2 separate regions of the Arachis hypogaea genome follow, and region 2 is linked to region 1. Evidence: chromatin contacts called from public Hi-C data. All regions are on one chromosome and are shown on one strand. Each heading gives the region's core, a stretch centred on a gene start, on an enhancer-like site or on the middle of the called end of the contact. The rest is flanking DNA. Distances are from core to core; before and after follow the strand shown.

Region 1 (4,211 bases), core at 933-3,432:
ACCATCCTAAAAGGTAAAAGATATCAGAATTTTATTGCAAGAGCAGCAGGAGCTTGGAGTTACCTGGACACCAAGAGAGAGAAATGAACTTGCCAACAGAGTTGCAAGATTGGCGGCAGAAGAGAGTCTGAGTCGTTACTGGACAACATCGCCTCCCGGAGCAGTAAGGTACATCTTCAAAGCAAAGGCGGATAGAGTCTCTCCTCAGCAAACCACGGGTTTCAATCATTCAATGTTTCATGGTTACCCAATTGTTTGGGGTAGGGTAGTCAAGGAAACCACGGTTGGGGAAGCAAGACGGAGAAGGAATCAGAGCTTCAGAGCGGCTATATATGCATGTGTGCGACAAACCATTTAATTACTTATTATTACTCAATAATTATTATTAGCTAATAGCTAGCTTAATTAATTTCAAAGATACATATAATTATATATGTATACTTAGGGACAACAGCTGCATCTTCAATAGAAGGGTGGCTCATGAGAATTCCTTCAAGTTCTGCCGGAGCCAATGCATCAATAAAATAGAAAAAAAAATATACATAAGCATATTACATGTGCTACTCTATTCACTAGTAGAATGGTTCAAGTTAGATGACTTCATGAATCTTTTCTTAAATTAACAATGGATGCAAAAATCAGTCCACAGATCAAGATAAAGAGACTCAAGATATAAGTTTTGCTTTCATGTTATCTGACTCTAGAGAAGGGTCAGTATGAATGTGTAGTAGGAAAGGTTAGCTTGAATTTGGCAAGAAGCTGATTTTACAACCAAAACTTCGAATGTTAACTACTGACCTTTGCACCATGGCTCCAAATTTAAGAGTTTTTGTAGTATTGCAGGTCTGTCTCATCTAAAAATAATCTTTGACCTTGTAAAGCAGAAAAAGCCATCAACATACCTGATTTAGTTTCCCCTTTGTGAGAATCTTCTATATAGTCTTCCCTTATCTCCACAAGACCCTCCTGTGCCAAAATCAAATATCATCACAAGCAAATCAATCAGTTAAGAAAACTTCATGAACACTTTCATATGCATGCATGATAAAAGCACAAGACGGATCAAGTCCCATTAAAAATGTATCACAAGAATATATTTGCATTCAATGTCATATGCTAAGGAGTAATGTACATTACATTGCACCAGAGGTCCATATTTCCCAGCTTTAAAATATTAAAAACAAAATTAACAAATCAAATAAAAATAAATCCTTCAAAATAATAATAATAATAAAGAAAAAATATGCATCAACAGGTTCAACAATGCCTTTTAAGTCCAAACCATACATTAGAAACGCACCGCAGCTTCAGCAATTGTTTGACCGAAAAATATGGCCTCTGCTTGAAGGTCCTTGATCATGGCTTCTAGAGAATCAAGTTGTGACTCTAATCCCTTCCCTCTCCATTTCAATATCTCAGCGGTCTATTTGGAAGTTCTCTCTGCATAATATCCTTCTCCCAAAAGAACCTACGAATCAAAACAAAACCACTTCTCAAACATGGAAAGCAAAAATGTAGGAATTGAACAGGGCAAAAACAGAACCTACCTGAATAAAATACAAGGTACCATTTATTGAAATATAAAACTATATGACACATAAAATTCCAAGTTTTCCATTTTTTATCACTCAAGTTTTCTGTGAACGCACCACATATTAAAGCCTTTCTCAAGTGCAAAATTAAGAGAAAGCAAAAATAGAGGGAATAAGAAAAAGAGAAAAAGGAATAAACCTCACCTCAACTAAACTGAATAGATGGTTGCAAATGGTTGTGAGAGTAAGATTGATAATGTTGTTGTTAGGGTTTGTTGGTTTGTTTAGTGTGTAATGGTTTTGATTGTTGCAAAGAACGAAAGAAAGGGATGAATACAGTGATTCCTGAAGCCATACCTGAACAGCACAGGAACTATGATTTCAAATGAGAAGAATTCAAAATTGAATGTCATGCAAAATCATACCTGAACCGATGGATGAGTGCAGTTATTCCTAAACCGGTGGATGAAGATGACCAGCGAAGGAAGCTCCTACGATGGAGATCGTGGACGGAGCGATGGAGAGAGTGGCGGCGGTGAAAGAAGCTCCTACCATGGAGAGAGCGTGGATGGAGAGAGGAAGAAGCTCCTGCGATGGAGTGTGTGGAGTGTGAATGGATCGAGAGAGTAGGATCTGAGTCAGGGTTAACTCAATATTTCCGACGGATTTTATTTAAATTAATAATTTAATAAAACGCGCGTTTCGTCTACTTAATTACAGACAAAAAATTCATCTGTAACTATTTTTTACAAAAAAAATCATTTTTCTGACAGAATTATCGACGGATTCTCTTTTCCGTTTGTAATTTATGCTAATCCATTTTTTTTTTGTTTTTCGACAAAAAATTCCTCTGAAATTCTCTCTGTATTTCCGTGGATAAAATCCGTCAGAAATATCCGTCTATAATAACTAGTTTTCTAGTAGTGGGGGGCCTGAGACACTGATACTAAAACTTTCCCCTATTTTCTTTTCTCTATAACTTTTCAATTCTGCAATGTAATTTTCATTTTCATTTTCCATTCTTAGAGCTGTGAACAACTAAACCTCTTTCATTGGGTTAGGGAGCTCTGTGTAATTCAATGGATCAATATTAGTTTTCATATTTCTTCTTCTTTCTTTTCTCTTGATCTTGCTAGAAAGCTTTCGTTCTTCATCCAATTGGATAGTTGTCTTGAAAAAGAAGCTATTCATAAATGGATCTCCTCTGAACCTTGGAAGAAGAATGAGGAGATCATGCTACAAATACTTTCTCACATTAGATTAGATTGGGGTTTGGATGGATATCGTGACATGTAATCCTACCAACACTTTGATCTATGAATATGTGTGGTATAATCAGTGACTGCACTTTGGGCAATTGTTCATGCTTAGAGAGATTAGATTGCCAAGGAATTGGGATCTAATCACCTAAGATTGCCTAGGAGGTCAATGAATGCATTGATTGAGGAAGAGATGAAAATGAATTTGATCCGGAGAATTATAACATCTCCGGACCCCAATGAGCTTTCCCATCTCTGTTCTACCTATTCTTTTACATTATGTCTTTAATTTGATGGTCAATTTCTCCATTCCCATTTAACTTCTTGCAATTTAAGTTTCTGCATTTATATTTTTGCAATTTAATTTCAGCTATTTAATTTCTTGCTTTTTAAGTTTCTCGCCAATTTTACTTTATGCGACCCTAATTTCAAATCGATTTTAGTTCAACTAGAACAATTCTCTAATTAACATTGATCAACCAACCAATCCCTGTGAGATTCAACCTCACTCTACAGTGAGTTTTACTTGACGATAATCCGGTGCACTTGCCGGTAGGAAATTTGTTGCGAGACAAGTTTTTGTGACATCACCCTCCCTTCCCCTTCATCTTTATATACTCCCCCATCCCACACAACAACCACAATAAATTACATATGTTCCCTCTCTGCCTCTATATCCCTCTATCCCTTTAAACGCAACCCCATTCACAACTTCCCAAGGCCACCCCCTTACCCCCTTCTCCTCCTCTTTTACACTCTGTTCTTCTGTCTTTCTTCTCTATTTTACTTAAAAAAAGAATATTTTAGCATTAATTTTTATTTTCTTCTTTTTCACTTTCTTTTTCCTCTTTGTATTTCTCTAATTTGCTCGGGAACGAGCAAAAATTTTAAGTTTGGTGTTGTCGCTTTGCTTGTGTCTTTTGTTAATTTCATGGCACCAAAGACCACTCAAACCTCCAAAAAGAGGAAAGGAAAGGAACTGACCACCGGTTCTCATGTTGCATTAAGATTTTGCTCTAAATTGCATGAAGAGCATTTTTTTTGTAGGTTACTAGCAATAGGCCTGTACTTCCGGAAGTGCGATTTACACTCCAACCGGATGAATATTTGGAAATTCAGTACCAAATTCAGATACGAGGATGGCAGTTCTTGTGTAATCCGCATATGGAGGTCGGACAATTGATGATTCAAGAATTTTATGGGAATCTGTGGATCACATACAAGGATGTTTCTGGAGTTAATGAAAGGAACCACAAAAGCTTTGTGAGGGGAAGACTCATTGATTTTAGTCCAGAGACTATTCGACAGACCCTCCAATTACCACCAGTTGTGCCCACACTTTGATGCTACAGTGAGAAGGTGAACAGAGATCAGCAATTGGAGAAAGTGCTCGCTGATATTTGCATTCCATAGGCTCAAT
Region 2 (4,211 bases), core at 853-3,352, 510 kb after region 1:
AATAATAATAACAATAAAGATTGTTAGATTGATCACCAAAGAAACAGAAAGAATATAATTTGAGATTTTACAAAATAAATAACTGAGTGCAATAAAAATAAAAATATTAAAGAAATTGTGCAATAAGTTAAAAGATATCGAATCATTTATAATTAATTACACTAAATGATTTTAATTAACATTGATTGTGTAACAGTAGCATTAATCCTTGATAGAATTGCATCTTTAGAATACGCGCGTGTAGGAATTTATATTCACTGCTATAAAGTATAAATTATACTTGATCGAAGTTGTTCAATCTTAAATATCATTTATTCAAATTAATTAATAATGTAAGAAAAGAAAAATTTTTATTGTTTTGGACTAAATTCTTTTGGTTATCAACTTTTTTCTTTTTTTTATTGTATTCCCATTCAATGAATTAAAAATTAATTTTTTATAAATTAAAAATTTTATTTAAATATTTGTTATTGATTAATTAATTATCGCATACATGAGGCGAAATTCAAATTTTTTAACATTTATATAAGCATACAAGTCAAATATCTACTTGACCATTATATTCTAAGTTGATTAATTAACTCTGTTTTAATAATCCATGCAACTCCACTACTTGTGTATGCGGGTTCAACCTCTTAGGCCCTTTAATTTTGCCTAACGCATAATTAGTAATTAAATGGGTAAAGTATTATTTTATTTTTAGTATTTTAATTGAAAATTAGAATTGTTTCCAACATTTTTGCTCTTTTATAAAACGTTCTTAATCATAATAAGTTTTTAAAAAGGTTAAAATTAACTTTTGAAGGATAGGGAGGTTTCTGAAAAAAAAATTAAAGACGATTTTAATTTTCAATAAAAATTTTAAAAATTAAAATAATATTTTATTTTAATTAAATTAAATTAGATAAAGTATATTTTTATTTTTTTAAAATTTATTAAAAATTTTTAAAATATTTTTAAATTTTATTTCATTTTGTCTTAAAATAATTTAATTTGCATTAAATTTATCTTTAACTACTATTTTTTAAAAAAAAATTATAATCAATTTAACAATAATTTTATAAGAGCAACTTTTAATATAAATAAATTAGACATAATTATTATATATTGTTGTTGAATTATTTTTAAATTTTTAAAAATTTAGTTATCAATAATATACATTTATTGCAAATAAAAAATTTTTGAAATTAAATTAAAAAAATTAAAAAATTTTTTAAAACTTTTAACAAAATTTCTGAGACAAACTAAAAAATATACTTTATCCAAATTGAATTAAACAAAATGTTTGTAAGAGCTCAGAAACTCGGGGAGTTCACTAGTAATATATAGAGTGCAGTGTCGTTTTATAGGATGAAACTCTCAAGTCTTAACATCAATATGTATAGTTTTTCTTTAATTAGAAGTGCAGGTTTAACAAATTCTGATTAATTGTCTTTGTTAAATGTAAAAGGTCACTCGAGTGTAGCTTCTTATATGTGTCGGACCTTTATTTTTATTTAATAAATCGAGAATTTTTTTAAATATTTGTATTTTATCGTTAAAAACATTTTAAAAAACAACGTAGGTTTTCTGTATATCATTACTTGATTAGTATAAAATGTCACAGAGAAAAAAACTTTTATAACTTTATGTTATGATCTTGATCATTCATATAAGATTCATCTGTCCAAATTTCATATTTTCGGCGTTCTCGTTGTATAATAACATTAGTGTACTAATAAATACTAATATTTTTATTCATATATTTTTTAATTTATTAAATATATATAAATAACAAATATGATATTAAAGTATATAGCATATATAATCTTATATATCACATTAATTTAAATTCAAAATTTATAACTAAATTGTTAATGAATAATGTTATTACATGACAAATAAAATTTATTATTTTTTATTAACATTTAATAACACTTTGAATATTGAGTGTTAAATTTTAAGTTTTATATAAAAATAAAATATTAACTAATATTAATAAAAAATATTCATTACTTATTATCAATTAATTACTAAAATAATGAAAGGCATCCACAGTTCCACACCCTTTTACAAGGGGATCTAAGAGAATACTTATAGGACTAAGATAGAGTAGACCAATAGAAGTGCGACAACGTAGACTTAAGTCAATGCAAAATAGTCTTTCTACTTCACCCACATCCCTAATGAAGGCTTCACATTATTATATAAATGAATAACATATCACTCTGCTTCTACCTCATCTTCCTCGAACCTCCTTACTCCTTAGTAAGACCAAACTCCAAAAGAGAACCGGGCTCTCTGCTTTTCTGTCCTGTTTTTTTGTTTAATCTTTCTTTTCTTTGGTGCCTTTAATTTGTTTTGTCCTCTTCCCCATCATATCCTTGTTATTACCTATCTTCATAAATAAATTAATGGACGCCAAAGTGCTCTCTTCCGGAATCCGTTACTCAAACTTGCCCCAAAGCTATGTCAGACCAGAATCCGAGCGTCCTCGTCTCTCCGAAGTGTCTGAGTGTGAAGATGTTCCTATCATCGACCTTGGTTCCTCCGACAGATCCCAGATTGTTCAACAAGTCGGTGATGCCTGCAAGTTCTATGGCTTCTTCCAGGTCCCACTCCATTTTCAAAATATTCCCCCTATACTTTTAATAATCCTATAAACTAAAATTAATTATTAATATAAAATATATAAAAATAAATTAAATAATACATTTTTTTAGTTTCATAACATTCTCATTCTTTAAAATAGTTTTATTCTCGATACACCGAAATTATAATATGATTGTAGAATACATAGCATGTGCATAGTATGTACTAAAAATATATGTTTATTTGATGTTGGTTAATGATGAACTTAAAAAGGTTATAAATCACGGGGTGGCTCTAGAGGAAGTGAAGAGAATGGAAGAAGTGGCATATGAGTTCTTCAAGTTGCCGGTGGAGGAGAAGATGAAACTATACTCAGATGACCCATCAAAGACAATGAGACTCTCCACAAGTTTCAATGTAAAGAAAGAGACTGTGCATAATTGGAGAGACTATCTTAGGCTCCATTGCTATCCCTTGGATAAGTATGTCCAAGAATGGCCTTCTAATCCTTCATCTTTCAAGTAAGTCTCTTTTTCTTATTAATTACTCTTCTTAGCCAACACCCCAGACGTATATGGGTGGACAAATTGGTCCTCATCACAAAGTCTTAACTCTTAATTACTACTATTACTGCTTTTGTATATTTATCTCAAGTTTTCTTTTCATTAAAGAGCAAAATGTTAAGCGATATTTATGAAGGGCCCTCTTGCATTCTCTCGTAATAAAACAAATTAACATGTAACATTTTTGTTACAATATATATTTAGTAGCACTTTTTATCTTGGATTTCTTTTTTGGGATTTTTTTCTCAATAAAAATTAAAGATGTACAAATTTTATGGACGGAGACGAGAAGATAATAAATTACTCTAGAAGACAATGACGTCCACAGACACATATATATTAACTACGAGCACGTGTTTATTTTCACTTTTACCATATTTATCAAAATTTAATTGTGTGTTAGACTAATAATTGTTGCGATACATAGAGTGATGGGGTGTGGTCCAACTCGAATCTTACATCACATGTACGAAAATAAAAATAAAAAACAATGTTAATTCACAAGTCACAAGGTGGACTTTCTTATTTTATTTAACATTTGTAGTCTCCATTTAAAACTTAAAAATAATTTACTATTCTTTCTTCCTTTAGACAAGAGAACACAATCTTTCTTTTGCGTCAGCATTTGATCTTTGGACAAGAGAATACATTGTTTTTCATTATTTATTAACTCATATATATATATATATATATATATATATATCAAATTTGTGGAATATTGAATTTTATTTAGATTGGTTTTTCTCCATTTTTAAAAAAGTTTTGACATTAACTATAATAAATTTTCTATTTTTTTAATAAAACACTGCAGACCTAGTCTAATATATTGTGCAAAAAAATCAGACAAATATAAAAGAAATAACTGTCTTAACTATTTTTATGATATTTATTCTCTGACATATTCTTACAATTTATAGTTATGACTTAAATTTAAAAAGGCAAAAAGTTTTTTTTTTTTATTTCTTTCTCAATACATACAATAATGTTTTTGATTGGCACTTTTCATGTTCATATTAAAATTTTTCTCAAATTTCATTCATATTTTTTATATATTAATTAAACATGGAAAATATATTT

The links. A called contact is a pair of places that touch in the nucleus more often than the background predicts.
Region 2: a contact with region 1 is called in a Hi-C map of an unstated tissue, with 6 times the contacts expected there. The contact joins the promoter of LOC112715718 here to the promoter of LOC112715715 in region 1. A contact is called at or near these places in 2 of 8 Hi-C or Micro-C datasets (leaf and an unstated tissue).

The regions. Positions count from the first base shown.
Region 1 is chr10:76,814,875-76,819,085 of arahy.Tifrunner.gnm2.J5K5, forward strand. LOC112715715 (F-box protein 7-like) reads right to left here and starts at 2,183. Exons shown (of 11, transcript XM_072205004.1): 1 at 1,958-2,183; 2 at 1,737-1,889; 3 at 1,301-1,468; 4 at 903-966; 5 at 442-499; 6 at 64-326. The coding sequence starts at 1,360. The coding sequence ends at 230.
Region 2 is chr10:77,328,521-77,332,731 of arahy.Tifrunner.gnm2.J5K5, forward strand. LOC112715718 (protein DOWNY MILDEW RESISTANCE 6) reads left to right here and starts at 2,103. Exons shown (of 4, transcript XM_025767528.2): 1 at 2,103-2,591; 2 at 2,845-3,092. The coding sequence starts at 2,394.